Linked DNA regions of Mus musculus: all the other regions are linked to region 3. A link is a contact called in public Hi-C, HiChIP or PLAC-seq and promoter capture Hi-C data. All regions are on one chromosome and are shown on one strand. The core of a region is the stretch at or near the end of the contact, and the rest is flanking DNA. Distances in the headings are between cores, read along the strand shown.

Region 1 (4,103 bases), core at 952-3,451, 630 kb after region 3:
TCCGCACAACCACACTTGGCTCCCACCCACTGACTTCCCTGAAATGTCATGAACTCCTTGGCAATGCACTATAAGATCTTTTCTCTGATTTGATTTATTTATTTATTATTTTTTTGTTTTGTTTTTGTTGTCTTCCCCTAACCATTCCGGTATTGCTTCAAAACTGCATTCATTTGTGTCCTGTTCCCTTCTCTTCCTTTGACATTATACCTGTATTTTTAGAGACCTCAAACTCGGAGTTTTGTCCTCATCTTGAGTTCATACAATATGGATTTGGCTTCTTACTGACTCAAACATAGACTCCATGGTCATACTCTGTGTGTGTGTGTGTGTGTTTGTGTGTGTTTCCTTCACTTGAGTATGTGTGTACACATGTGTGCACACACATGCAGGGGCCAGAGGGAGATGCTGGCTGTCTTCATCTGTTGCTCTCTGCCTTACTTCCTTGAGACAAAGTCATTCACTACTTTGATATATGTTCATATCCTTCCTTTTTATCTTTTATCACCTTATTGCTAACCATTTTCGTTATAGATTACTTCCTATAGCTATTCTTATGCTCAATTCTTAAAAGTACTTTTCATATTATCTACCCAAGATGAAAGAATTTTATTGAAGGCTACTGTTTGTCAGCAAATGAGTAGATAATCTTGATTTATGAGAATCACTTTCACTTGGCTCTCCTTATATATGTGGTTACGATTTAATCTTCGCACCCTTCTCCATGGGAGGAGTTGACTTTCTTTCCTGAGAAGACAATGAACTGTGCTTCTTCTAGAGCAGTGCCTAAGCTCTAACCAGCTCTCCTTAAGCAGAGCACTATCAGAGCAGTGCAGGGATAGCTGAATCTCTGAAGTCAATGCTCAGGCGAGAGAAACTCAGGGCATCATCCCTGCGGTCCAGCGATACTGCAATTTTATGTTTGCACCCTTGCCGTATGCTACGGGGTACTGTGACCTAGTGAGCGAATACCTCTCCTTCCTAGATCTACAGGTGGTTTCCCAATGATGCTACTACCAAAAATTGCAATAAGAAAATGAATATCATCCTTGCCTCACAGAGACTGCACTCACAAGAAAGAACCCTCGCAGAACACTTTTCACTTCCAATCAGAGTTTTTGAGTAAATTACCTATTTGTAATAATAAATGGCGGGTCCACCCAAGTTGGCTATCATCTCCTTGACACCCCTGACTCTTGACTCTGGCCTCCTGCGTGAGTTTTAGTCCTGGTGGCTACTTTGCTTCTCTTTCTTTGTGTTCTGTGCGATGGGTGGGAAAGTTGTTCTGGGAGCTTTTCCTAGCAGATAGAGTTTTTAAGTTGGAAAGGTGGTGACATGTCTAATAAAATTGCCCTGTCTCTAAGAATATTCTATATTTTGGACTTATCGCTGGGTCAAATATCGTGTCTTTCCCATTATAAATTATTGAAGTTAGCTCTATATAAATAGATTTTTAAAATAAAATTTGGATTGGAGACAACTATGAGATTGTATACTCATTTAGAAGTAGCAGGCCTCTAGTTCTCCCAAGGCTTTAGGGCAGAAACTCTGATCACACTACTTGTAAAAGAAAAAAAAAAACCATATGGATATCAAAGTTGAAAGGTTTTGCTAATGAACTACATATTCACTGTGTCCCTCCACTAACCTCTTATGCTCTTCAGAGGATCACATATTTGACTATCTACCTACCTATCTATCTATCCATCCATCCTCTATCTATCTATCTATCTATCTATCTATCTATCTATCTATCTATCTATCTATCTATCATCTATGTTTATATTTGTTTGCATTTATTTTTCTTTCTAAAAATATTTCATTTTTTGTGTATGACTGTTGTATCTACATGTTTAATGTTGTCACTGTCATCATTCCCTTGTCTTCCCCATAGAAACCTTTTTAGGGCATTATAATCTGGTTAAGGCAGAAAGGGCCTTACTCAGGTTCTCCACCATCTTCTGCGTTTCAAGCAAAGGAAATCCTTTTTCCCTGCCGTTTCTTAGATTTTGCTCATTTGGCACTGATTTTAGTGTTTGGGAATGTGGAAGATACAGAGCCAACTGGAGACAGAAAGAGCCATGTCATCATTAAAAATAAACAGAGACACAAATATGTCAGAGGGCAGAGGCAGGCACTTCACTTCATTGTGCAAGTGATTTATGGGGGAAGCTAATTTTAAACAAGCCTGAGCTGTGCTGTGTGGTGCCTTTCAGCCAAACAAACAGTCAGAGCGCCCTTTCGACAGCAGCCTGGAGCTGCTGTCTCCTCTCAGAGTAATCTCATTTTCTTGGTGGTGTAAAAGGCAGTAAGTAGTAAGGGGCTGTTTACTCTCAAAGGAAACCCTGGCTAAGACACTGAAGGCAGACCCTGTTAAATGCCAGAGTCAGGAGGACTCTGGCTGGGAGACAACTGCCTGCCCTCCAAGAGGCAAACCCACAAAGCCTAGAGCACCCATTAGCAACAAATGAAGCAGCCCTTTCCTCCTGTTCAGTAAATTCGTCTGTTTGTTTTTGTTTTTCCCTCAAAATAGCACTGAGACATGAAAGACACAAACTGGCTACCCAGGAAATCAGTGTGTGTGCTGCATTCAAGCCTCCTTATTTCTGTCTCTTTGGTAACAGATCAGATGAGGGCTGAGGGTTATTCTGAGGCTGGGCCCTTGGGTGGGCAGGCAGGTAGCAAAGAATCCCCCGGTTGAGAAGTGGGAGGGCCACCGTCCCGTGCCAGAAGTGCAACTCAGGATTAGTGGACTCTGTCTTTAGATTGGAGGCCTTACGTTGTTAGTTTTCTCTGCCTCCCAGTTTCATGGTCCCTCTACACATATCTCCAAAGGCCAACACCGAATCTAAAGCCCCTATAGTTCAATATTCTTCTATGGATCCCATCATAGATGTGTGTATGTGTGTGTGTGTGAGATCACATGTTGCCTGAAATAACTTCAATGAATATATGTGTAGTATGAGCCATACAGATGTGTACCAAAGGCTACCTGAAAAGTCTAAGATTGGAGCACTGTGATTAACTAAAATGTGATATGTTTAGGGAAATATACCAGAATATTTCTGCTCTTTGAGAAGAAGGAGTAGGACATATGTCCCTTTGTTCCCCACCTAGTGGCAGCTTGGAAAGACCCATCAGGAGAGCTTCACTTCTTCCTTTGGATTCTGTGAACAGAGTGGATATGCCAAAGGGTTCCAGCAACCAGTGAGGCCCAAGCACTGACAAATGAGAACTGAAATCAACTATGCAACTGGAGTCAGCTCCTGCAGTGTTCTGCTTTGCCAAGTATTTACTCTTAGGTTCCCAAATAGTGGGAGGTCTGGAGCCCTGGCAGGAGGCTGGAAAGCCAAAGGCATTGGCTGGGAGCTTAGGGAGAGCTCAGAGCATGTTATTCACCAATTACATTGAGAGCACCTTAACACATACACAGAGAAGATGCTCTTCTAGTGTGCCCCAGCAGGCTAGCAGACCTCCACAGCAAACCAAGTAGGAATTGTGGCCAGGGAATTCTTGCATGGTTTCCAAGCCCTGGTCATACTACATGCTCCCCATGGAGACGTCAGCCATATGAGCTGGAGAAAGAGTAGTGACCTTCATCCCTTAAGGGTATTTTGCTTGCAAAGCTGCTAGGGAGGAACATAGGACAAGAGCAGAGATGATTTAAGGTAGAGTGCAAACTCAACAAAATGCAGTGATCACCAGTCCTCAGATTGCTGATTTTAATGCATAAATTTCATTCATGGGAATCGCAAAACAAGCAATTCCCATTAAGCATGGTTATCAAAATATTTCAAAAATCCTTAACATATTAAATAACCAGATCTAGAGACAATGCTAATAAGTGCAATTTTCATAAATATGAAGTCCTAATAAGCATAAGAAACTCCTGTCACAGTCACATTAGCCTATAAAGGCACATAATGATTGCACTGGTGTCAAGAGAGCTAACCTCTAATAAAGCTGTGTTTGTAATGAAAAACACGGATAGTCTTGCAAACCTGAAGTTAGAGGATGGTGAAAACAAATAAACAAACCGTTCACATTTAAAGAAGCCAAAGGTTTTCTCTCATAAGACCAGTTGGGAAATAGATCCTTTGTGC
Region 2 (4,196 bases), core at 1,603-4,102, 890 kb after region 3:
AGTGCTCAAGCCTCCTCTCTGTGCTTTCAAAGCTTCCACTTGTCAGCAATAACAGAAGTCTTTGCATCCCTTCCTAGAGACTATTTCATTGTCATTACTTAACTGTGTCACTCAACTGGGCACCATTTATCCTGCCCATATTCATGTCATCAGCCATTCATTTCTTCGTTCATTCTTGCATCTCATCACTGATAAAATACTTTAATTAATCAATCTATTTAGGACCTAAAATATTTTATTTAATCAATATATTATGACACTCACGTGTGTGTATGTGTGTGTTCTTATGAAATAAGACCAGTTTTGAGATAGAGTTGCTCTCGCCTTCACATGATGGTGATTATATTACAACATCCTTTGACTACCGTTACCTTAAAACTCCTCCAACTTCAGTATTATTATCCAGGATGTGTCGATCACAAAATAGAAAATATCTTGTTTCAAGTCACCAATTAGTTTAAGGGACCATTTATTGACTCCTTCTTACACCACTAGCCTGAAGACTCCTCTTGAAAAAGAAAATGAACTAACCTATTTTTGGATTTATTTTAGCAAATGTTGACTGATTCTTGGCAAGTCTGATGTTCTAAGAGTAGGCAGTGACCTGTTCTACAACTCAGTCCAATGCCTCAGAGGTAGTAAAAATTATCATGACAAAATTTGATAATTCCTCTATCCAGGATGTGGCTATCTTTACCTACATGCCTTCACCTTTCCTATGCCTCAGAACCACTCACATAAATGTAGCCTATTTTCTCCGCCACTTACATTCATCATTCAAAAATGCAAGATCACAACAGAGTTCCTGTTGCAGCTCTGTTGGACATTTATAAACCCTTTTTCTTATCTATTGGCTTATTGTGTGCTTACCTCATTGTTATGCTTCGAATTGATTTACAGGAGTGCACATTTACACACACACACATGCACATGCACACATACACACCTGCCCCCCACATACACACAGTAGAATGCATATCCCAAAATATGAAAAGCATTTACTTATGTGAGGTGCGATTCACAGTGTAGATGTGAAAGGGTATTCTTTCTTCTAATTACAATGTATTTCTTAAAGTTTTTGGACATATGATCTTTTTACACAGACAAATTTACTTTCAAAAGCTACACATGCTACTGAATGTGGTGTGTGGATCCATAATAATACAATCTGGTGTTGAGTATTCTGATCTAACCTAAGGGACAAACTCAGAGAAAAGATTGGGCAGTTATGTTTAGTTACTGTCCCACTTACTATCTGATCCATCCCCTCACCCCATACCTTTTTCCTTCACCTAGACCACATCTGTATGGCTTTCTGCAACATCTCTGTGGCTTTTCATTGGATCCTCGTTGTCTGCCTGGGTATCAGATTCCTGGCTTGTTGTAATCTGGCTTTGTCCTTCTTCCCTGGCATAACAGGTTCAGACGAATGCAGGGTAACTTACCAGGTTCTTGGCATTGGCCTTTCTCTGGGGCAAGACATCCACAGAGAGCTTCAAAGACACATTCTCCTAGAAGAATTCAGATGTGTGCCTAATTAGGCCCAGTGTATCCTGCTAGGGATCTTTTCTGCTTTCTATGATCCATCCTAACTCCTCCCGCAGCACGCAACATTTCAACATCCATGGCTAAGGCATTTGTGATCATGCTTCCGTTGGTGGAAGGAGCTTTCTCCTCGATTCTTACATTAGCTGAGCCTTAGCTCTCAGGGACTAGAAATCGTCAGATGACACCATTTCTTGGCATGTGGTCTCTTGGTTCACCTACCTGGCTTTAGATCCTGACTTCTACTCCCTTGTCAGTCTGTACATTCCTACCACACAGTTCCTGCTATGCATTCAGTATCTCACTCGTCCGCACCTACTTAAACTTCATTTACATATAGTTCAAGTAAGCAGTTTGTCTTAAAAATGAAGTAAAACAAATGGAATACTTTCCTTAAACATATATAAAATATAACTGAGGCTACATCTTTGGGCAGACACACTTTGTGAGTGTTCTCTGGGAGAGATTGTTTTGTGGACCTTGGTTGCAAAATACTAATCAATGCCAAAGCCACTTAGCAGTCAGTGTTTCTGTTTCAATCCCATGAACTTCTCAAGTTGACCATTATCATGCCCCACTGAATGCAAGTCACCAATCTTTAACCTGGTGGACACTTTCTTGAACTGTCTTCTTAGAGAGGTATAATTTGACATTGTTTACCTCCCATGATTCATTAAGCCCTGTCATCTGGGAGCATTCCTGCTTTTCTTCTATTATTTGGACTGTTTCTTTCTATTTTCCTCCTTGGGCTCTTGTTTTTCCAGTTTTGGGGTGGAATGAGGACAGGAAACAGCCTACATAGCAGGGTTCTCCCTGGGGCTTTATATGGCAAACATTCTTATATGGCTAATACTGTTCAGAAAACATTCAGAAAAATAAGAAAGCTGAGCTAATTCCCAAAAATGCAGGCAAACACCAGGAAACACAGGATATAGAAGATGCCAACCAGATGTTGCTCCGTGCCAGCTGTGAGAGTTTGGGATCAGACCCCAAACTTGGTTCAGATGAAACACAAAAGCCATATTCATCCAGAACAAAGCTCCTGCAGAACTCTGGCCAAGCTTTTATGCAGTCCGAGGGACTTCAGGGTTGGTGGGGAGGACACTGTGACATTCGTTTCGCACTGATCTACTGTAAATTGAAGAATTTGCTCTTCCCTTGGTCTTCAAGCCATATTCAGGGAGGGCAAACCCACATCATACCACCTTGGCTCCTGGGAAAAGTGCTAAGGATTAAGACCAGAAGGCATGCTGGGGAAGGATCTGAGAACAGGGCAGCTGTAGCAACAGCCCCTCCCAGTCACCAGGATCTGAGCCGTTATGGTTCTGTTTTAAAATAAACTAAGATTCAGATGAACAGAAAGTTTGTGTTTCACATTAACGTTGTGGCTTTTTCTCAGCTGGGTGTTTTTATTTTCCCTGTCACTTTGCATTACAAGAATAACACAGCTTTGCAAGAGAACAGCCCCATCAGATAAGTTAACAGTGAAGAGCGGTGAGTATAGATGGCAGAACTTAGGCTCCCAGTGTCAAAAAAGCCTTGGGCGTAGAGGTCAATGGTTGTTGGCAGAGACCATTAGCCTTGGGCTAACTTATAAACTAGGCTGTCAAGGAGATGATATCTCTACCTTAGGTCATGTTGCTACAGGAAGAGGTATACAATTCTGCTTGTTCAGTTCTTCCTTAGTACAGTTGTTGGTATCCACTAACATCCTCAGACATATCAAATACTGGGACAATGGATACCCAGCTAAGAAGGACTCCGATAACTTCCTGTTTACTGGGAAGCTACTATTTTATATAGAATTGTGCACATACACGGTTGTGAAGGAAAATTCTTACCCATGTTTTCCTTTACCTCAAACTCCCATCTACTTCTAAGGCCTAACTGCTCACCTGTCTTCCTGAACCGGTTAATGTCATGACTCCTTGATATCCTAGGAAAGTCACTGATGCCGCGTAGCCTATCCCATCCCTCCACAAGGCTTGTCCTTGCTAAACAACCTGAGCACAGTACAAATAGAGCCTTTTGTTGAACCTGGTATTGACAAAACAAAAAGTCTGTTAAAACGAAGACCTAGTATCGCTGCGTCCACCATGAAATAAGATTCCATACAGATCAGTCTTGGGCGAGACATGAACGGGCTTTACTCCTTGGGGTAATGATTATACTGACTGTGCTCTTCCAGAAATGGGCCTGGTTATTCCTTCCCTGTGCCAACCTGGACACACTTCCCATCCCAGTCTGATCATCCCCCCTGGGCAAAGGCCAACATTGTCTTGCCTAGGGGCAATCATCATTGGGGAAGATGGTCTGTGAAAGCTGGTTTGTTTATTAGTTTTGCCTTGTTTTTATTCTTTTGTTTTGTTCTTCTGTGGATAGAATCCCAGGGCTATCCTCAAACTTTCAATCCTCCTGTCTCAGCTTTCCAAGGGCTGATGTTGCAAGTGTGTGCCACCTCACCTGGCAACAACATGTAATTTTTTTTTTCGGGAGCAGAGAAGTTGAAGTGTTGAGCCTCAAACCCAGGGCTTATATGTGCTGGACAAGCACTGTGCACTAAGCCACATCCCCAGGCCCACAGAGTTTTAATTTTACTAACTCTGATGGAACTCTGGCAAACATCAGCTTCCCCTTGAAATCTTCTAAAC
Region 3 (4,294 bases), core at 1,208-3,707:
CAAAGAGGAGAAAAACGGCCGGGACAAAGGCCGAGTCCCCCAAGCCTGAGAGAGTAGCGCTTCTTCTGGAGTTTTACAATTACTGGTCTGGGGCCACAAGAGTCCTCTTCAAGGGCCACATTCTTGAGAAGTGGGGTTTGAGCCCTCCGTGATGACAGAGACACGCGGGAGCAAGCCCTGCTCTGCTGCCCTCCCCGGTGTTCCCAGGAGGGTTTGCAGTGAGGCGCGTACTCGGGAAGCGCTGCGTCTCGGATGACTGGGGGTGGGGGGAGTGGGGCGAGGTTAAAGCTGGAGCCCCATGAGTGTTAAGAGAGTATGCGTGTGGTGGTCGAGCCTGAAACCCCGGTTTGCAGAGACCCGGAACTCTAAACCTGATGGTCTCAACGTCCCCTGGCTGAGCCGAGGTCCGAGAGCGCGCTCTCCTCGCAGGACCGCAGCTGCGACTCTTAGGCGAGAGTCTGTGTCCTCATCGCCCATCTCATCTGTGGGAGGTTCAGCCTAACCGCCCTGGCTCTCTACCTAGGCAGTCGAATCATTTCTGCCGAGAGCGCACTTCTCCAAAGGGCTCGAGATTTCCCCAGCAGTTCACTGATCTAAACCTTTTAGGTGAAGTTTTAGTTAAAATACACCCATTTGGTTAAAATTAGGCTCCTGTGACCAGTCTCTACCCCGCCTTCCCTAAGGATTTAAGAAGGGGGGAAAGGCTTTTCTTATTGATTGGAAGCAAATTTTTCTTTCTGTTAAAAGGGGGGAAAAGGTCTGGTCTGGTTGTCAATGCTGCGGGTCACTAGCCCCCCGTGCGCGGTGTTGGAGGGCAGGTCCTGTGCAGCCAGCAGCTAGGACACACTCACCCAGCGCGCTTTCTGACGCTCATCTTTCCGCGTCCTGAGCTGGGAAGCAAAAAGCGACGTGGGAGCCGGGTCGGATCTCCGGATCCAGCGAATTCGACATCTATTCACTTTTGGGGTCGGGGTCGGGGTCTGAGGAAAGTCCCACATTTCCTGCCCTTCTGGCCCAGGGCAGGGAGTCTCTGTCGGCGCCCAACAGCCCTGTCTGAAAGCCCAGTGTTCTGCCTTCCTCCTCCCGTCTGCGTTCCGGAGAAGTTTCTCATCCGGTAGCCCTGAACCTTCGTCACCTGGCGTTTTCAGTTTAGAATACTGATCTTCCCAGCTCAGGACCTTTCCTGAGAGGAGTAGCCCACAAGCACACCTGGAAGGCTTGCATATGGAATTTCAGAAAAGGTGAGCAGAGAGGGTTAGTGGTTGAGTCCAAAGATGGGGTCGGAGGGCCTGTGCATAGTTCCAGAGGAGTCTGCCCTGGCTTTCAGGCCGCACACAGCCTGCGTTCAGGCCTGGCTTGGCCGGATCAGTTAGCTGGACCTGCACGGGTCCGAGACGCCATCCAAGCCTTCCCTCCCGCAAAGAACAAACCGGTTCAGGGCGCCGTTGCGCACCGTGGCCACTTGGGGTCGCACTTTATGCCTGTTTGAATCTCCTTGCAGCCGTCAGAAGCTTGGATCAGCTTAATCCTTACAAAACGTTCAGACAAAAACAGGGCCGGGTTCCCCAGCATCCCAGAGCCACTGAGTGCACAGACCGGTGTTGGTCTCGGCTCTGAGCCTCGGAGTTGTAAGGTTTCCACACGACTGGCAAGTGAAAGGTATTCAGAGCCTTTGGGCCAACTCTGTTTGTTTGTTTATCTTCTTTGGGAGCGTTTGGGGGTGTGTGTGGGGGGGTGGCGAATGCACGGAGCTGCGAGACCACTGGAGCTCTGTCTTCTGAGCTCAATCACTGAACCGGCTAAGAGAGGAACAGCGTCTCTTGGCCCGAGGAACCTTCCTAGAGGTTAAGAGTTAGATCTGAACAGAACTCTTGGAGCCCCAACCCCGCCCTCCCCCACCGCATACATTAGCGCAGACAGAGCTACCGAAACACAGGCACGCACCACACACATTCACTCGGCCCGCGGCGCCGAGGACACACGGAGCGTCGCCCACTGGGCGGGGGCCGCTTGGGAACAAAGGGCCAGGGAAGCGACATCCCGGGCGCTTATTCTGAGCCTACTTGGGGGTGACACGGGCCGAGGGTGGGAGTGTAAAGAGTATGTAGGGAGGCGTGAGTGCAGACAGCGGGGTGGGAACGGCGGCTTGGTCCAGAAGTGGGGCGCGCACTGAAGGCAAGCGTGCGGGAACCTCGACTCAGAGGGTGTTGGGGGTTGGGACCAGGCGGTCCGTCCCACTCGGCTCCAGCCCTCCTCCAGGCCTCAACGGCTTCGGGGCTCCTCCGGTCTCCAGTCAGCTGACGCGGGGGGGCGGGGGAGCTGTCAGGCACGCCCCGCCCAGCGTCGCTGGGCCGCGGGGGCCGTGCAGCCATTGGCCAACACGCCGGGCCGCTTGGGCCCCCGCGCTCCAGTGACATCAGGAAGCGATAAAAGGCGGCGGCGGCGCCAGCTCCTGCACAGCTGCACCGCCGGGCTGCGAGCGGCTGCAAGCAAGAAAGCCCTAGAGCCAAAGAGTCGGAGAGCGAGCGGCGGGCGCTTGCCCCGCGCCTCCCCTCTGCCCCTGCGCGCACCTCGCCGGCTTCTCTACCCTGCCCCGGCTCGACCTGACTCGTTCCCGGCGCGCTCGCAGCCCCAAGCTCCGGGGCAGCTCAGGCAGCCTCGGGAGGACTCTCCGGCGCGCCGCCGCGTCCCCAGACAAAGGCTTGGCCGGCGGCCCCGGCCCGCTGCGCCCTCGGCTCCCCGCCTCCCCGGCTTGCCGCTCTTCGCCCCCGCGTTTGGCTCGGCGCGTCCCGGCCGGCCGCAAAGTTTTCCCCGCGGCAGCGGCGGCTGAGCCTCGCTTTTAGCGATGGCCGCGGAGCTGAGCATGGGGCAAGAGCTGCCCACCAGCCCGCTGGCCATGGAGTACGTCAACGACTTCGACCTTCTCAAGTTCGACGTGAAGAAGGAGCCCCTGGGGCGCGCGGAGCGTCCGGGCCGGCCATGCACACGCCTGCAGCCTGCTGGCTCGGTGTCGTCCACCCCGCTCAGCACTCCGTGCAGCTCCGTGCCTTCTTCTCCCAGCTTCAGTCCGACTGAACCGAAGACCCATCTCGAGGACCTGTACTGGATGGCGAGCAACTACCAGCAGATGAACCCCGAGGCACTCAACCTGACGCCCGAGGACGCGGTGGAGGCGCTCATCGGTTCGCACCCAGTGCCCCAGCCGCTGCAGAGCTTCGACGGCTTCCGTAGTGCGCACCACCATCACCACCACCACCACCCTCATCCGCACCACGGGTACCCAGGAGCAGGTGTGACTCACGATGACCTGGGCCAGCACGCTCACCCGCACCATCACCATCATCACCAAGCGTCGCCCCCGCCGTCCAGCGCTGCCAGTCCCGCGCAACAGCTACCCACTAGCCACCCGGGGCCGGGACCGCACGCAACAGCCGCGGCGACGGCTGCGGGCGGCAACGGTAGTGTGGAGGACCGCTTCTCTGATGACCAGCTGGTGTCCATGTCGGTGCGTGAGCTGAACCGCCACCTGCGGGGCTTCACCAAGGACGAGGTGATCCGCCTGAAGCAGAAGCGGCGGACCCTGAAGAACCGGGGCTACGCCCAGTCGTGCAGGTATAAACGCGTCCAGCAGAAACATCACCTGGAGAACGAGAAGACGCAGCTCATTCAGCAGGTGGAGCAGCTTAAGCAGGAGGTGTCCCGGCTGGCCCGCGAGAGAGACGCCTACAAGGTCAAGTGCGAGAAACTCGCCAACTCCGGCTTCAGGGAGGCGGGCTCCACCAGCGACAGCCCCTCCTCTCCTGAGTTCTTTCTGTGAGTCCTGGCGGGTCCGGCCCCCGCCCTTGCCCTGGCCCAGACTCCCTATTCTGCGCCCCTAGCCCTGGACTCCCTGTCCCTGCCATGGCCCCGGCCTTGACCTGTTTGACTTGAGCTAGAGGGAGGAAGGACGCGCGGGTCGCGGGAGTCAGGCGGGAGCACGGGCGGGCAGAGAACCTTGGCTAAGAAGAGGGCAGCTCAGGGCGGCGCAGCCTCTTAGACTTGGGCAGAGTTAGAGAAACCCGGGCGGGTGCGAGGTCCGGGAGTAACTTTTCTCCAAGCTGGAAGGCCGCGAGGCTTATTCCAAGGAGTCGCCAAGGCCGTCTGGACACTTCTGGCTCTGAGAACTTTGTGAGTGCCAGGGCCGCCGCTTTGCAGCCCAGGACTCAGTTCGTCCCAGGAAGAGCAGAGGAGAGGAGAGGGACTCTGGAGTCCCCGTGGGCACGAGGCAAGGCTGAGCTAAGGAAGGAAAAACAGA
Region 4 (3,764 bases), core at 872-3,371, 800 kb after region 3:
TGGTGAATCTTGTAAGTTTCAGGAGCTTTCCTGAGGTTTGTGAGTTTTATTTGCTTCCTGTGTTTTGTAAATTTAATTTATTTCTGGTTCTCAGTGAGATTTACTCCAGAAGAGAATGTTTCAGATTAGGGGCAATAATTATATAATGCCATGTCATCTATGTAAAATGATTGTGAAGTGATATTTCTTGGCTTATAGGCATTCTAGTGTGGAAACTTAGAGGCCACTGTTAAAATTCTGTTTACTGTAAAATGTTAAGACCAAAGAAGGAAAAACATAAACCTTCAAAGAGCTACCTGTGATCTCTTTCTTTTCATTTAGCTCTCATTACAACATCCTATCTTAGAGAAGAACTATGACCATTGAAGCATGTTTGTAAAGTCTTAATGTTAGTAGTTCTAATCCATAACTCCAGCGACTTGTTTGGAAATAAGAGAAAATATGCTCGATTATGGAAACCAGACAGTAATGAAAGGTTTTATTTCTTTCAGGGAAATTGATTACATTGTTGGCCAGCTTACCCCCACACCTACTTTCTTTCTCCTATTTGTCTATCCTATATTTCCTCAACCTTTCAGTATCTCAAACTCTAAAATTTCATATACAATGATATATAAGATACCCTGAGTCCTTCTAACAAAGTAAGAAGAAACATGCTGGATAAACACTACCAACTTTGCCCTTGCAAGCACAGACCTCTGGGGATTTTGTTTCATCTGTTTGCTTATGGTACTAGGCATTGAACCATGGGCCTGGTGCATATTAAATAAATGTTCTTCCACTAACTTATAATCCAGCAAAATAGAAGCAATCTTATATCTGTTGAGCTCTAACATGTACAGCTTATTTAGTTTGTTTCTGAGGCATTAGGGATTGGACTCAGAGCCTTACTGAGGCTAGGCAACTGTTCTACCAATCAAGATTCAACCCCACCATATTACTTTAACAGATGTAAACTTCTAATGCTGTTGGAGAGTAATCCTCTGGGATATACTTTATTTTCTGTTTTTTCAGTTTAGAAGCTAGAGCTCTTATGCCTAAACTACCAGACAATTGAGGAGTTACCAAGGTTATTCTGAATTGTCTGAGGGAAGGTAGGTCAAGTGCATATTTATTGCACCACCTACCTTATGCAAAACATGTGATTCTAAGAAAGCCGTCTGTGAACAGTCTAGGCATAGACTACACCACTGTAGTGTCATAATACAATGCTCTCTTACTCATAAGATAAGAGCAGAAGAGATTCAAAACTCCCTAACAGATGCCACCTGCCAAGGGTAGCCTGTAAGACATAGTACTGTTATTTAGATCACTTAATAAAGCATGCACAAAATTAACTTTAATATGAAAGTTGGGTCATTTAAACAATGTTTCTTACTCTTTTGGTATCTGTTTTATCTTCCTTTCTTAATGGGAATTGCTTTTGAGAGGTTCTAATTTCCATCGGAGAGCCAAAAGGAAGACCGTTTCTTTTCCCACTATTAATTCAGAATAGACAGGGAAACAGTGTGACTCCAGCTTGTTAACTCAGGAGTTCTGGCTGTCCTTGGGAGAGGGCCAATGGCCCAGGAAAGAAGCCAGATGGGGTCAGAGACCTCAAGCTGACAGATGTGGCAGCAGAGGGTTCCAGGAAGAAGGATCAGAGGCTGGCCGAAAGACAGCCACTTGCCCAGATGCAAAACCCCAGGAGAGTGAAGGTGAAGGAAGGCCTGGCAGGGTTTGGCTGAGTCACGGGGGAAACTGATGAGCAGCAGCTAGGGTCGAGCTGAGGACAAGGAAACACTACCCCAGGATGGGGAGAACAGAGGGGAAGGATGAAGAAGGAGGTGTCGGCAGGACCCTGTGGCATTATGAGTGCGTTGATGTGGTGCTTTGTCTAACTCCTCTTGTAATCCTAACACATATGTCTACAGTTGACAGCACATCCCATTCTGAGAGCCAAAGGGAAAGAAAATCAACATGAAGATCGCCTCCTCTGCCTATGGGTTGTAAGAAGGAAACACTGCGGGATGTGAAGAAAGGCAGAGAGTAAAAAGGTCCACCCATCTTCACCTATGCCATGGTGACATGAAGTTTGATCTGGGAGAGTTGCTGACCCAGAAGCAAAGGGTGGAGGCAGCTGTGAGTCAGCTCTCAGTTGCTGGGAGCTGACACCCTCTCACTGGAGATGAGGGCGGGAGGTTGTGGAAGACTTGATGCAAAAGCTTTTGCCCTGTTTATGAAAGGGATTTGGGCCACACTTTCTGAATTCTGATGACTTTTGCACAACGTCTTTCCCTGTGCTAATTTTTAAGGATCTATTTAAATTGCGCTCCACTTACTGTTTACTGAACAGCACATTCTGGGATGTCTGTATGTTCTCTTCTTTAGAACAATGTCCTTGTGTCTAATGTCTTAATGATCACACTAAGTAAGTAACTAAGTGAAACACTAACTCCCAAGTGATGTCTTCTTTGAACAAGACTGGCTTAGACAATGAGGACATCGATGGAAAAGATACATCAGAATTCCAGCTAATAAATAGAGAGCGCGAGATGGAATGAAAACTCCAGCCACTGGCAACCACAGAGAATTGTTTTAGGCAAGGGTCATCAATGGATGTGGAAAGGGGTAGGTGAAAGTACAGACACAAACAAGACATATGCGTGGTCTGAAAGCATCTCCCTAACGTTAACTGCAAAAGGGAAAATAGTTACTTCATAGTGCAGAAGCCTGGCAGACACCAATTGGATGCAGCAATTAAAGCTAACATCACAGGAGAGAAATGGGATAAATCAACACCATGTGCCTCATGTTGCGACCCACTGAGCAGGACACAGCATCCTTCTGTGGTCTGCCTGCCAAGAGTAGCAAGTCTGAACCTAATTATGAGAAAAAATCCAGACAAACCCAAATTAAGAAACATTCTGCTAAATAGCTGGCCGCTACTTCTCAACTGTGTCAAGATTACCAAAGAGAAAGAAGGGAAGAGCTCTGCTCCAGACCTGAGGAGAACAAAGGGATGTGGATTAGAGGAGCATGCTTAGATTTATGATCCTTGGCTAGATCGCAGACCTCATCCTTGAACGTTGTGTCAAAACTAGTGAGATCTGAATAAGAACTGAAGTGCAGATGTGAATCTTGCACCTTGACCAATGGACTGTGATAGTCTAACCAAGGTACGGAAGACTGGAAAGAAAGCACAGTTGTAAAGTCCCAAAAACACCTGAGGAATGAATGGTATCTGAGGTTGTCTTTGGCCTCCACACAGACATGCACATTCATGATCACCCACACATGCATGATCACACATATATATACACACACAATGAAAATACATGAAGAGGGGCCTAGCAAACACAGAAGTGGATGCTCACAGTCAGCTATTGGATGGATCACAGGGCCCCCAATGGAGGAGCTAGAGAAAGCACCCAAGGAGCTAAAGGGATCTGCAACCTTATAGGTGGAACAACATTATGAACTAATCAGTACCCCTGAGCTCTTGACTCTAGCTGCATGTGTATCAAAAGATGGCCTAGTCGGCCATCAATAGAAAGAGAGGCCCATTGGACTTGCAAACTTTATATGCCCCAGTACAGGGGAACACCAGAGCCAAAAAGTGGGAGTGGGTGGGTAGGAGAGTGGGGGGGGGTGTTAATGGGGGACTTTTAGGATAGCATTGGAAATGTAAATGAGAAAAATACCTAATAAAAATATTTTTTAAAAAAGAAAATACATGAAGAGATGTGATATGTTCAATCTGGATTCAAGTGTATTAGAATGGA
Region 5 (4,038 bases), core at 439-2,938, 870 kb after region 3:
TCTTCTACAGGACTGGTAGATTGGGGGGATGAGGCTTGGGCATATGGTCTTTTTCTGTTGGTTATGTGTCTGATATGGATACTGAAGGCTGGGTTTACACACCTGTAGGTTGGGAAGGCACAGGTGGGATTCCTACTTAGGAATCTTATTCTTATAAGCCAGTCACTAAGTGTGGGGACTGTCCACACTAAGAACGAGGGCAAGCAGTTTGAGGGTGAGAGGGCATACTCACTAGGTTTGGCAGGAGCACTAAGAACGAGGGCAAGCAGGTTGAGGGTGAGAGGGCATACTCACTAGGTTTTGCAGGAGCACTAAGAACGAGGGCAAGCAGTTTGAGGGTGAGAGGGCATACTCACTAAGTTTGGCAGGAGCACTAAGAACGAGGGCAAGCAGGTTGAGGGTGAGAGGGCATACTCACTAGGTTTGGCAGGAGCACTAAGAACGAGGGCAAGCAGGTTGAGGGTGAGAGGGCATACTCACTAGGTTTTGCAGGAGCACTAAGAACGAGGGTAAGCAGGTTGAGGGTGAGAGGGCATACTCACTAGGTTTGGCAGGATGTGCTGACCAAGCTGAGAATGGAGGATAGATACGGTGCTGGGTGTCTCAGAAGAGCAAATCCCATCTGGAGGCTCTTCTTGGCCTCTGCACTTGTACCCAGTGGTTTGCCTTCTCTGTAGTTTTCTTTGACTTGTGGAAGCATCATGATACCCCTGTCTTCTGGAAAGAGGATGTCCTATCTGTGTCCATCTCTAGTATTTTCCCTTTAACAAATACCTCAGTCCCATTGCATAACTGCTCAACCCACTAACCTCATTTTGACTTGGCTACCCAGGTAAAAATTCTCCTTCCAAATAAGATCACATTATGATTTGCTGAAGATTTAGAACTCTACTACACAAATTTAGAGGGACAAAATCAAGTGGCCACAGTACCTTAATACCAAGGTCACATAACTAGTAAGTGCTAGAGCTATTATGGTTAAGTGTCTGATTCGAGAGCCCACTCTTGTAACCATTTTTGCTTATGTGGTCCCATGGTGAAAGAAATAAGAAAGTAAAAATATGAGTATATCAAAGAAGTTTCCAGAATAAAGGAAATGAACAGACTGCATGCACGTCAAAGTGACAAAGGAAAACACTTCTCCAAGTGTCCTACTAAGCACTGAAGTGCTCACTGGCAAGCCTCGTGAGTGACAAGAATGGCAGATGTAGCCATAACTATGCTTATGTTACAGCTGCCATTTAGGACACCCTAACTCAAAAGTAAAACACTCTGAGCCCCTAGTAAATAACTCAGAGGGTTCAGTGGTTCTCATTTGTAAGTTTTTACCTGCCAACAACTTTCTTAAACTTCCTCTCGCTGGATCAGAAAAGATGTCCAGCCATTTCGGCTGGTTTTAAGGTAGTATCCTTTTTATTTATTTATTTTTCTTTCCTTTCCTGGGATGGCTGTGCAGATACGGGGAACAGACTGGCATTGGGGGGCGGGGGGGGGGGGGAGAACTGGCCAGGTCAAACAGCATGATTGCATTTTCTCCTTGTCTCTTGAAGGCTGAGATTTGTGGATATCATAAAAGGTTACAGCCCCTTTTTGGAAGCCACAAATAACCCTGCTTGGGCTGTGACAGCTCTATGGCCCTTGGCGTACCATTACCCATTGCTGCTTGGGATTCCAGCTGTGCACTAGAGCAGCTGGCCCCAAAGTGAGTACTCCACAGAGCATGTCGTAGGGGCTCTGGGTCGCTGGGAAGCTGTTCCCTCCTGTGAGTCAATGCCTAGAAACAGGGCTTGATCTAATGAAATTACATGCTTTCTGGAGTGATTAATAAATGTGGTCCACTTCTCCATATGGGATGAATATTCTTAAATAGAAAGAATGTGTGCTTCACATCTAGCTCCACCTCTGTGGAGCAAGGACTGAAAACTCCATGGCCTTGGCACGGGGATCCAAGGAAAAGTACTCTTTCCAAATAGGTAAACCATACATGTACGCACAAGCACAGCATGTTCTTGCACATATGCATACTTACACGTACACACACACACACACACACACACACACACACATACACACACACACACATGCATGCGCGTAAAGCCTCCTGAGAGGTGGGAAATTTTGTAGTCAGCTGTTAACAAATGAAATCATGGTAAGCTTCTATTTAAACGCTTTACTCTGGTGGCCAATGCCACTGTAATTGGAGGAAGGTAAGTGAAGAATATGCAGGATCTCTATTGGCAACGTGTAAACCAGGCTTGACGTACTGATACTATTCACCTATAATAACTTCTGGAGCACAGGCAGTCTCTAAAATATTCTGATCACTAAGCATCATCATCTTCCACAGACGTGACATTGTGGAACATTCCTGAACCTATGATGGATTAGAAACCATATGATGATTTTTTTAAAGTATCTGGTAGGGACTTTTGCTGAATGTGGCTCTTTACCTTAATGACGCCCTTATCACAGCCATGATTGGACATGAGAGATGGTACACACTATTCTTACTGATTTCCCCGTACAACTGGGAGTCATTAGGCTATTGACACACAGCCTCCATTGCATCCAGAGGGCAGTTGGGTGCTGACCTCACAGTGCATGCAGACTCACTCCAAGATGTCAGCATTTTCCATGTGACCCAGGTTAGCAGGGCTTACCCCTTTGACCCCTCCTCACAATTCCACTGTCAACTCTGGGTCAAACTAGAGCAATGAAGGAGTCCCACCCACTTCTGCTGCTTTTGTACAGTCTACTCCAGAGCTCTAGGTGAGTGCCAGAGTACACGCACACAGTGCTAAGCTCAGAGATACTATTGTCTTGATATCATTAGATTTCTTTAAGATCACTAAATCGAAACTACGTCTTTAGCAGAATTACAATTTGTCATAGACAGAAGAATCTTCCAGTATCTGCTGAACTAGTGACAGCTTTGAAGGTTCTTCGAGCTACTCCTCATTCAATCATCTTTATAACCAATTATATCACTCTTTGACAGAAAGCCTACTCAACTATGATACTGTGACTCGTTGCATGATAATCAACCTGAACTAATGAGTGCATGTTTGAAATTATATTACAAATTAATCATATAGTTGCTTTTTACAGTTAGTATTAAATTGTTTGTTGACTGAATTACAATCATTTTACCAAGCAATTTTGAGTATGTGCATATTACCTGACTATCAACTTGGCTTGAACCCAGAATGCAGTTCTACTTTGGGTTAATGAGCTCGCTGCCATCAAAACTATGACACCCAAAATGTCCAGTCACTTTAGAAATGTTGCTATGGAAAGAATTTTGAGAAATAGGTCTGCATGTATAAATATTCAATTAATGTCTGTTAAGCCTATAAATCAATAGGAAGAAGAAAGTGAGTGTTTAAAATCAATGTTTCAAATTCTGACTCTGCAATACAAAGATTATAGCCGTTCTATCCAAACACTAGGATTTCCACTGTAAACATAATAGTATAAATCTCACCTATGAGGATTTTCATGTTAGAAAGCTAGTTAGTGATAAAGGGGAAGGGAATATAATTTTAGATAATCATAAAATCTTTGAAGGGAAACAGAATACATGGAATAAATGGATGGAAAGCTTTTTGTGTAAAAATTGGCAGACTCTATGTTTTGTTTTAAACAAAAATATCTGAACATGTAACTTGGAAAAACTTAATCTCAATCTTTTCTATGGTCAAAGCTCACTCGAGTCTGTTTTCCAGGCTGAGCTACCCAGCAGGGTTCTTTTCTCTGTGTGTGGTTCATGCCTTGACTCCCCGACATGCCAGTGAGAAGCTACTCCTTAAGTGTAATGAGTCTTATGAATGACAGAACTGAGGACATTCCCAGCTTCCTAGAAAACTGCCTGATGTGAAGGTCATGTACTTCTTTGTGGAAGAGTGTGATTGCAGGACAGTGAGTGAAGGGAGTGGGGCATAAAACTAGGAAGCAAAGCAAACACGTGGTGGTATTTTAATATACTAGCCCCCACTTAATAAGGCAACACATCTGGTTGCTGTTAAATGCAGTGTTTCC
Region 6 (4,181 bases), core at 81-2,580, 970 kb after region 3:
CATGAAGAAAGAAGTGTACTCTTCCGTTTTAAACAAAAAAAAAAAATCACACACACACACACACCCCCAAGTCATTCACCTGCCAGGCTGCCCTGTGTGTAGAAACCTCAGTAGTGTAGATGGCAAAGACAAAGATACTAAGAATGAAAAAGGCATTTTAAAATGGTCTACTTTGTGCACGAATGAGGAGAGCATAAAGATTCCTTTCATCCCATGTATCCCCTTCTTTTAAAATAAACTAGAGTCTACAATTGGTAGATATCCCTATACAAACATATATGAGAGAACACACACACACAACACACATACATACACAGCACACACCCATACTCACTCCAACACACACAAATATACATACATATATACACACAATACACATATGCACACCACACATATAGACACACACACATATACATATATCCACACAGGTGCACACACATGCACACTACACACACACACACACACACACACACACACACACACACACCAGAAATGACTGCTTTGTCCCTGCCCTGTCTTGTTTGTGACACCAGAATCACAAGAATAAAAGCACCCTCTGGTCTCAAGAATCAATTCTTTGGAGACCTCAAGAGCCACAAAGGTACATGGGACACACCTCAGTGGCCAAAAGAGTTAGAGCAAGCACCTAGAATGTGCAAGGCAAAAAAGAGAGAAAATAAAGAGTGTGGCACAGGAATTGTAAATTTGATAGAGTGTGTTTTCAGGAATATGTAAAGAAAAGGGTTTATTGTGTGTTTATTTTGCTACTGTCTGTAGACAGCTCTATGTTTAGAAAGCAACATAAGGGACTCGGGAGTCATTTCCTATAGTGAATTGGGCAAAACACTGTTCTTTGGAAACCCTCAAACATTTGAGGTTAGCTTGACTCAAATTAATTGACAGCTTGTCGGCCCAGCAAATAAGGCAACTACACGTGTTTCAGGACTCTGTTGATTGATGCTTAATACCACTGGGTGTTTATTTTCCTTAAGTGAAACATCTTTAAAATACAGAAAATGTAGCAATGAGACACGTTAGTATTCTGGTTTTCCTAGAAAGGAAACTATCTGCTCAGGCCTCATTGAAACTCAAGACCCGTAACATTTGGAACGCATTACCGAAGCCTGAAATATGATGTCACGGAGGATTAATGTCTAAGACTCTAACTGCTACTATCACAAAATCCAGTTTTTAGAAATAAGTTGAATGTGTCCATTAGTACATGTTTTAATCTCCCCTGGGCCAAAAGTTTAACCATAGCAGGCATGTCAGAAGGAATAGGGGAACTTAGTAAGCCATCAGGTGATCCGAGCCCTGTTGTTATCTTATTGCTTGCTCTCTAAAGAAAGGGGGCATTCAGCTCTGCTGTTACATCTGGCATAGTCACAGCTAACCTTGTAAGGAGGGTCACTCTGGGTAAGAAAAGGGCAGAGGTCAAGATTCAGCAGCCCCTGGATCCTGGAAACTTGGGACACATACAGCAGGGACATGGTTTGTATTCACTCTAGTCCTCCAAGAAGCGTGTGCTGACACGAGAGTCCTAATGAAAGGGTTGAGAGACAGGAGGCTTGGGAAAGTGCAGAGTGCTTTCTAACTGTGCCACAGAGCTGGCCACTGCAAAGGGCCAAAGGTAAATAAATAAATAAATAAATAAATAAATAAATAAATAAAAGCAGGTTAAGAAACAAACAGTTTAGACTTAGGAGCTTAAAGACAATGTTGTTCGTGCCAGAAACCTATAAGGATGACAGTTCACTCCAACCCCATTCCTTGGAAGAGAAGTGAGTCTCTTCATGACCAACTGTGGGCGTGATGATGTGTGAAGTTCTACGTCTATGGATCGGGTATTCCATAAACCCATTCAGCATAACGGGGGAGGTCCTGCAACCAAAGAGGAAATCTCATAGCATGTCACTCCTAAACAGGACTGCTGCTTGTGTAACTGCCAAGCACAAGAAGGGCCACACGAAGCCACCTGCTAACAAATGGCTGGATGTTTTCCCCAGAAAACAGTGTAATACTGGGGGGCTCCTTGTTGGTCACTGTTGTCAGCACCCAGACTGGCTTATGTAAGTTGGAGCTCATGCTGTGTTGTGCATGGGAGCTTCTTATTCTGCAGGGCAGGCACTTTTTTGCCAGTGTTCATCTTGTTATGTCTGTGGTGGCTCCCCATGGAAGCTGCCTGATGTCCACTAGCTGGGAAGTGGAGTCTGCTTGGTTGTGCAGTGCCTACCCCATGGTTTGTACTTTATGGGGGAGATGAACTGAAGAGTGATTTTAAAAATCCACCCTTCTGCTTTGCCCCAAACTTCCTCGTGTGACCTTCCATTTCTTTCCTCTCAGGCTCCTGGTCTACAGCCATGGCCTTGATTTTTAACTTCAGAATTAGATCCCCCCCCCCCTTGAGATACTACTCATACTACCAAATATATTGTTGAATAACTGTTATGGCCTAACCTGTAGTCCCTCCAAATGCCTATGTTCTAACTCCCAGCTTCTCAGAACAGAATCATATTAGAAATAAGGTTTTAAAAGAGTAAACTAAGATAAGGCCTTTAGGGCAAATTCCAATATACGTGTGGCTTTGTTAGAAGAAATCTGAGCATAGAGATACACTGGAACATGTAAACAGAGGAAAAGCCATGAGGGGACACAGCAAGAAGGCAAGCTCAGAAGTATGGTCTCTGGCACTCTGAAATTTCTGCTGTCTACGGCACCCAGTCTACGGTATTTTGTTATCACTTGCCTAGAAAATTAGCCAAATGTTTCAGGCTCAAGACACAGTTTCTATTTGTACTTCTTTTTATTTCTTGTCTATTTGTAAATTTTAGGTATCGTGCCATGGATGCTTTTCAAGTGTGCTACTTATATACTGCAAGTGTTTTCCCTCTCTGCCAGGGCATGATGCTGTTCAACAGAAGGGCATCTCTCTCATGAAGAGACAACAAGCTTATTACCTCTGTCCCTCATGCCATTCAGGAAGATATCCTCTGGGACACGTGGGAAATGAATGAGATATTCCTCGAGTCCCCATCGGACAGACTGGTACCACTCTGTTTCATTTGGGTTCTCTGAGAAGTGGGGATCAGATTTACAACAATCTGTTTCAAAGGGAAAGAATGTCTGCGGGAAGAGAAAAGGGGGTACCGGAGAAGGCAGGGAAGGCATGAGACAGAAATATAGACTGTAGCATAGTCCCGAGAAAGTATCAGTTAGACCAAAGTCACCTATTGAGGGTTCCTCAGCCTGCTATATACAATGGGTAGTCCCTGTGGGTATGAATTAGTGTCTCCTGCTGTGTGCAGTTGTCACCGTACCTGGAGAGCATGGCACTGGTCCCAGATTGCATGGCCACCACAAAGGCAGCCAAGACTGTCAACAAGGTGTCATTGTTCAAATGACACTTGTCATCAAAGCCTCGTTGAGTTTGGGGGTCTTGGTTCTCATTGGACAACAGAGAACAGAAAGAGCCCAAGGATTGAATCCCTGAAAGGTTTCTACCTTTGTGCCTCTGTCAGCTCAGCTCAGCTGCTCTGCAGCAAGAGAGGAAGGAGAGTGAATCACTGAACTCCCCCGCCAGCTTAGGGAAAGGTTTTATGGATTTGTTTCACTTTGATGCCCATTAAGCCCAGGGGGCAGAGAGGGCTAGTAAGTTATCATGTGGGCTGAGGAGAGGAACGTAGGGTCTCTCCATAGTTGCAACAAACACGTTTTTAATTTATTATTAACTGTACCTTCTGCTCTATGGTCCGTTGGACCCTTCCAGGGGGCCAGTTCCTGGGGCCAAGAACATGGTTCGTAAAGCTAGATCATACAGAGCGTTTTCTTTTCTTCCTTTCTTTTTTTCCTTTCTTTCTTTCTTTTTATTTTTTTTAAACTTACACCTACCATGACTCTACCTGGCAGTGGAAAGAAAATGTTTGCTTGACTTTGATTGAACCAGTGAACTGGAGGAGAATCTGGGCTCTAAGTATCAGCCACTATCACTTTCGTCATCATCTTACAAGTTGGCAAGAAATACTGAGACAGTCACTTCCCATCAATGCCAGGCCCTTGTTCTAAGAACTTAAATAAAAACATTTAAGATGATGGATATCTAAGTATTGCAGGCATATGTGACATCCTGAAAGCCTGTCCATCTTTCCTTCACTGTGCTGTGCCCACTGCTGTCCTTAGTACTG
Region 7 (4,308 bases), core at 767-3,266, 740 kb before region 3:
AGAGGAGAAAGTTTGGGCTGTGACACATTGTGGCCATCCTTGAAACAAATGGAAAAAGGTGGCAGGTGAGACAGCTATGTGATGTGCACTTTCAAACTAGACAAATTACTGGGGTAGTCCAAGAAATGAAGAAGTGCCTTAGCTAGGATTACTGTTACTGTGATGAAACACCATGATCAAAAGCAACTTGAGGAGGAAAGGGTTTTGTTTCTCACAGCCCCATGTAACACTTCTCACCAAAAGCAGAGAGGGCAGGAACTCACAAGGGGTAGGAATCAGAAGGCAGGGGCTGATAGAGAGGCCATGGACGGGTGCTGCTTACTAGCTTGCTCCTTATGACTTGGTCAGCTTGTTTTCTTATAGATCCCAGGACCACCAGCCTAGGAGTGGCACTGCCCACAATGGGCTGGGCCCTCCCCCATGAATCATTTAAAAATATGCCCTACTGGCTTACCTATAGTCTGATCAAGGCTCCCTCCTCTGATGACTCTAGTTTGTGTCAAGTTGGCATAAAACTAGCTAGTACAAGAAGCAGGACCCAGAAGAGAATTAGGGCCATTGGCTGAAAGACATAAGACAACCAGGACTTCTAAGAAGCTAAACATATTCTCTTAGGGAGTACAGGAAGGCTCTGTTAACATTGTGATTACCCTTGACACACTCATACCACCCTCATCCTAAACAATTCTGACAAACTGCTCTTGGAGTCATCAGACTCAGATCATTCCTGCTTTAATTAAGATAAAGTGAGCTTTTAAAGTCAGAGTCCAGCCAGTTTTGGACTTTTTTTTCTTCTTCTTTTATTTAAGTATTCACTGGGGAAACACTCCAGATGGGACAGGCAGGAGTGAAGAGGAAAAGTGATCACCAGGTCCCAGAGTAGGGAGGATGCTATGAGGAATATTTAGCTAGGCAGGATAGGCTCTAAATTCCTCCTTGCCCTAATTGTTCCTCCCCCATCTCTGGTCTGATGTCCTTCCTCCCGCCATCTGTTTTCTTTATGGCATTTATCACTACCTGCCTCTGTGTTCATTTATTTATTTTATTTATTGCTTTTCCTTTGCCTGTTCGGTGAGTGCAAGGGCTTTGTCCTATTGACCGCTACATCCTCCGTCTCAGATCAATGTCAGGTATTTAGTGGGCACTTAAAAATTAGCTGCTAAAAAACGAATTACGGAAGACAACAATTGGTTGAATCTCTGTCATATGCTAGGCCCTGTCCTTGAGGATGCTACAAGGATGGTAGTGGAGATAGGCCCGAAAATAAACACACCATGGTTCCACTCCTGATGTTACTGAAGCATATCCAATGCGCTGCAGGATCCTCAGGGCTGGAAAACTCCCGGGGTGTGCAGGGCCCTGGGAAGACGTTCCTAGTATGCTAGGGAGCCAGGCGGATCTGCAGTATAAGCAGCTGGAGACTGACGACCCGGCTCCTCGCTTCCCTCGGCCTCTCAGCATCTTCTTTTTCCTGTCCGTTGGGACCTTCACCTCTCCTCGAGTGCGCGTTGCAGGATCTGGGCGCCGGCGGGGCGCTCACGTCGTGGGACCCCAGTACATCTTCTCCCACCTCCGGAGAGCCAATCCCGGGTTTTCCAGCTTGCTTGCCCACTACCTGCGAGACCTCCACCTGCAGGTTGAGCCCCAGCCGCGGGCCAGCGCCCAGGTCCTCGCCCCCTGCTTGCAAAACAGAGCGCAGCACCCCGCCCCGCCCCCTCCGCCTGCGGGACCCCAGCCCCGCCCCGCCCCCGCGGCCCGGCCGCTTCATTCCGGGGGGGCGGGCCGGGAGCTGCGCTGTCTGCAAGGCGGGGAGATCTAGGCTGGGAGGCGGAGCGGCTCCGACATCGACCAATCACCGCTGCGATCACATCCATGCAAATACGAGCACAATGGAGCAAGCCCATCACTCGCTCCTGCAAGCAAGCTTGAAACGGGCTTCTGTCTGATCGGCAGCCCACACGACCAATGAACCTGTGTTTTGGGCAGGCGAAACCCAATAGCGCGGCAGGGAAGGCGGGCCCAAGCTGGGTTAGGGTGTCCTTGCAGGGTGTCTGAGCTAAACTTCACCAAATAATAGCTGTTTGTATTTTGGCTGCTGCAGGAGCCATTTTAGGTAAGTTCTTCTCTTAACTTTTTATTTTCCTGCCTGGCCCCGACAAGCTGGGCTTGCCCGCGGGGACCCTGTCTCCGCCCCGCTGGCCGGGATGGGGCTGCCCTATGAATGGAGCGGGGCTGAGGGGCCGCGGCGGCGCGAGGCCCGGCCGGGCAGGGGTCCGAGCGCGGCCGCGGGCGTTCGGCCAGGCCGAGGGCCCCGAGGCCTGAGGCGAGGGGTTTGGCGTCCGCCCCTCCCGGCTGCCGCGCGCTCTGGCCGCCCGCCCTCCGTCCTTGGGAGAGCGCCACTGCGGGGCCACGCGCCCAGGCTTGGGGTCCTGCTTCAGACCCCAAGCGCGGGCCTTTGCGGCGGGGCGGGGCCTGCCAAGGCTTCCCAGGGGACCCCGGCGGCCCACGGCGCGTGAGGGCCACCCCCGCGCCCGCCAGCCGCTACCGCCCCCGCGGAGAAGTTGCTCCGCTCCGCGTCCTGCGTCTGTTTGCAGGGGTGGAGGAGGGTGGGCCGGTGCCAGGCTGCTGCTCCGGGAGGGGGCGGGGGCCCCGGCGCGTCCCCGGGTCGCGCGCCCCTCCGGCCGGCTCCTCACGCACTAACGCGCACTCGCCCCCGAAAATTTGAGCCCTCAAGACTCCAAGCCACCAAGCTACCCCGCTGCCAAGTTTGGTGCGTTATTAGATTGCATGTTAGAGCTTGCAAAGAAATTAGAGAGAGGGAATATGAAAAAAAAAAAAAGAAAAAAATCTGTTTCCTTCAGGGTATTTATTTCTCTTCTCTGTTGAGAAGTAACGGAGGAATGTCCTTCCTAAAATTTCCAGGGACCATGCCTGTCAGATGTGGAGAGGGGTTGGCAGCTCCTTGGGTTTTAAAACGAGGTTATTAGGAAATCCCCGCACTAGTGAGATAATTGAAATGTGAGTTTGTTTGCAGCTTCAGTTTTATTTGATCCAATTAAAAATGCATAAGCATGCACTTTATATTTGTGTACATAGAGTATTCCTAGTTTCAGTTATGACTAATATGACTGTGGTTTCACGAGTGTGGGATCTAATAAGGCAGTATAATTCAATTTTGAGCTCGTAGGCCCGTGTTCTCCAAATTAGGCTTTATAGACCATTAGTAATCTGGCCAAGGTTTCTAGAGAGTCTCTGGCATCTCTGAGCATCTTTCTCCGGGGCTTGTTTGTGCCTTTTTTGCCACCCCTCAAGAAACTGTTCATTTCTGCTGTAACAGATCCATGAACAGAGAAAATAGATATTTTAAATATTGACAGTTTTCAAGAGTGTCTGAAATATTTTGCCTAGGATTTGATTATTTCCCAAATGGTATATAAGAATACCATGCCAGTAGGCCCTCATATTGGCATACTCCATGGGGATCTGCTTATGGTGCTTTTGGAAAAGTCTGGACAGACACCATGCTTTCTTTCAGAGCTCTGAGTGCTTGACTTATTGTAAGGGAGTGAGCGGGTCTGTCTCATTCACTGTGGGTAGCACAGTAGTTTAGTTGGAAGCCAAGTTGGAAGATCAGGTTGGCAGCCTCTGAGAGAGTTTTTTGTGAACTTTGTGGTTCTCTGGCAACAGAAGGATTTGAGATGTGTGTATGATAAAATGATTAGGCATGAGTTGTCATGTAGCCTGGTTTATGCCAACCAGAGCAGGTGGTTTCACATAAGGGGTGTATCCATCCCTTTAACCAAGGGCCTGGGAAAATGTGAAGCGGTGTGACTTAATTTGGAGTTCCTTCTGTCCCAAGATTTCATAGATGGATTATTAATGTTTTGTATTTAAACTAACCCAAAGACTAGGAAGATGGCCTGTGTGGTAAAGTGTTTGCCATGTTAGCATTAAGACTCAAGTTTGTATCTCTAGCATCCACATTAAAAAATCAGGCATTATGGCTAACTCCTGTCATCTCTGGGGCTTGTGGGCCAGCCAGCCAACCTAGCTGAATTGGCAAACTCTAGAGTGAGAGACCTTGTCTCAAAAAATGTGGTAGTAAGATTGAGGAAGAAACATTTGACATTTGGCCTCCATGTGCACAGGCGCACTTACCCAAGCACACACAAAAAGCTAACCTGTACATATCCCTACCCTCACTCTGTTGTTTGGGAATCTCTGCTTATAGTAAGTAGTTTGAAGTGGTTTTTTTTTTGTGTGTGTATGTAGTCTGTCTTGGTGAAATGACATTGGTTTTGTGGTCTC

What was found. Promoter capture Hi-C pulls out the DNA fragments that hold promoters and counts their contacts. A called contact is a pair of places that touch in the nucleus more often than the background predicts. HiChIP or PLAC-seq counts read pairs in DNA pulled down with a chosen protein or histone mark.
Region 1: a promoter capture Hi-C map of liver shows a contact between it and region 3. The contact joins the enhancer-like site here to the promoter of Mafb in region 3. A contact is called at or near these places in 8 of 39 promoter capture datasets (the 3T3-L1 cell line, 3T3-L1-derived adipocytes, the C10 cell line and 4 more), 9 of 484 Hi-C or Micro-C datasets (cortical neurons, liver, myocytes and 5 more), 12 of 115 datasets of contacts at active chromatin or transcription factors (astrocytes, bone marrow-derived macrophages, embryonic forebrain and 9 more) and 1 of 9 other capture datasets (embryonic stem cells).
Region 2: a promoter capture Hi-C map of maxillary cranial neural crest shows a contact between it and region 3, with 15 times the contacts expected there. The contact joins the enhancer-like site here to the promoter of Mafb in region 3. A contact is called at or near these places in 10 of 39 promoter capture datasets (the 3T3-L1 cell line, cranial neural crest, embryonic stem cells and 5 more), 1 of 484 Hi-C or Micro-C datasets (uterus) and 5 of 115 datasets of contacts at active chromatin or transcription factors (SST interneurons, craniofacial prominence, embryonic forebrain and 2 more).
Region 4: a contact with region 3 is called in a Hi-C map of uterus, with 3 times the contacts expected there. The contact joins the enhancer-like site here to the promoter of Mafb in region 3. A contact is called at or near these places in 10 of 39 promoter capture datasets (the 3T3-L1 cell line, the C10 cell line, the HPC-7 cell line and 6 more), 2 of 484 Hi-C or Micro-C datasets (both in uterus), 14 of 115 datasets of contacts at active chromatin or transcription factors (astrocytes, craniofacial prominence, embryonic basal ganglia and 9 more) and 1 of 9 other capture datasets (embryonic stem cells).
Region 5: a contact with region 3 is called in an H3K4me3 HiChIP or PLAC-seq map of embryonic limb bud, with 8 times the contacts expected there. The contact joins the enhancer-like site here to the promoter of Mafb in region 3. A contact is called at or near these places in 6 of 39 promoter capture datasets (the 3T3-L1 cell line, cranial neural crest, frontonasal cranial neural crest and 2 more), 7 of 115 datasets of contacts at active chromatin or transcription factors (craniofacial prominence, embryonic forebrain, embryonic limb bud and 4 more) and 1 of 9 other capture datasets (embryonic stem cells).
Region 6: an H3K4me3 HiChIP or PLAC-seq map of craniofacial prominence shows a contact between it and region 3, with 8 times the contacts expected there. The contact joins the enhancer-like site here to the promoter of Mafb in region 3. A contact is called at or near these places in 6 of 39 promoter capture datasets (the HPC-7 cell line, cranial neural crest, embryonic stem cells and 2 more), 1 of 15 datasets of contacts at CTCF or cohesin (stem cell-derived epiblast-like cells), 10 of 484 Hi-C or Micro-C datasets (cortical neurons, cranial neural crest, embryonic stem cells and 1 more), 17 of 115 datasets of contacts at active chromatin or transcription factors (SST interneurons, astrocytes, craniofacial prominence and 10 more) and 2 of 9 other capture datasets (adipose tissue and embryonic stem cells).
Region 7: a contact with region 3 is called in a Hi-C map of rod photoreceptor, with 5 times the contacts expected there. The contact joins the promoter of Chd6 here to the promoter of Mafb in region 3. A contact is called at or near these places in 4 of 484 Hi-C or Micro-C datasets (LSK cells, embryonic stem cells and rod photoreceptor) and 1 of 115 datasets of contacts at active chromatin or transcription factors (thymic regulatory T cells).

The regions. Positions count from the first base shown.
Region 1 is chr2:159,730,684-159,734,786 of GRCm38.p6, reverse strand. No RefSeq gene overlaps it. Among named protein-coding and RNA genes, the nearest start is that of 4933416E03Rik, 210 kb to the left of the region's middle. Within about 2 kb of position 2,201, at least 53 of the 459 cell types and tissues checked have an H3K27ac peak or open chromatin away from gene starts, as enhancers often do. A contact at or near this core is called in 3T3-L1-derived adipocytes, heart atrium, hepatocytes and 4 more, where this site is marked.
Region 2 is chr2:159,480,222-159,484,417 of GRCm38.p6, reverse strand. No RefSeq gene overlaps it. Among named protein-coding and RNA genes, the nearest start is that of Gm25090, 340 kb to the right of the region's middle. Within about 2 kb of position 2,852, at least 4 of the 459 cell types and tissues checked have an H3K27ac peak or open chromatin away from gene starts, as enhancers often do.
Region 3 is chr2:160,365,228-160,369,521 of GRCm38.p6, reverse strand. It overlaps Mafb (v-maf musculoaponeurotic fibrosarcoma oncogene family, protein B (avian)), which reads left to right and starts at 2,457. Exons shown (of 1, transcript NM_010658.3): 1 at 2,457-4,294. The coding sequence starts at 2,846. The coding sequence ends at 3,817.
Region 4 is chr2:159,564,493-159,568,256 of GRCm38.p6, reverse strand. No RefSeq gene overlaps it. Among named protein-coding and RNA genes, the nearest start is that of 4933416E03Rik, 380 kb to the left of the region's middle. Within about 2 kb of position 2,121, at least 14 of the 459 cell types and tissues checked have an H3K27ac peak or open chromatin away from gene starts, as enhancers often do. A contact at or near this core is called in fibro-adipogenic progenitors and uterus, where this site is marked.
Region 5 is chr2:159,498,886-159,502,923 of GRCm38.p6, reverse strand. No RefSeq gene overlaps it. Among named protein-coding and RNA genes, the nearest start is that of Gm25090, 360 kb to the right of the region's middle. Within about 2 kb of position 1,688, at least 11 of the 459 cell types and tissues checked have an H3K27ac peak or open chromatin away from gene starts, as enhancers often do. A contact at or near this core is called in craniofacial prominence, embryonic limb bud and neural tube, where this site is marked.
Region 6 is chr2:159,398,845-159,403,025 of GRCm38.p6, reverse strand. No RefSeq gene overlaps it. Among named protein-coding and RNA genes, the nearest start is that of Gm25090, 260 kb to the right of the region's middle. Within about 2 kb of position 1,330, at least 3 of the 459 cell types and tissues checked have an H3K27ac peak or open chromatin away from gene starts, as enhancers often do. A contact at or near this core is called in craniofacial prominence and neural tube, where this site is marked.
Region 7 is chr2:161,106,794-161,111,101 of GRCm38.p6, reverse strand. It overlaps Chd6 (chromodomain helicase DNA binding protein 6), which reads left to right and starts at 2,016. Exons shown (of 37, transcript NM_173368.3): 1 at 2,016-2,113.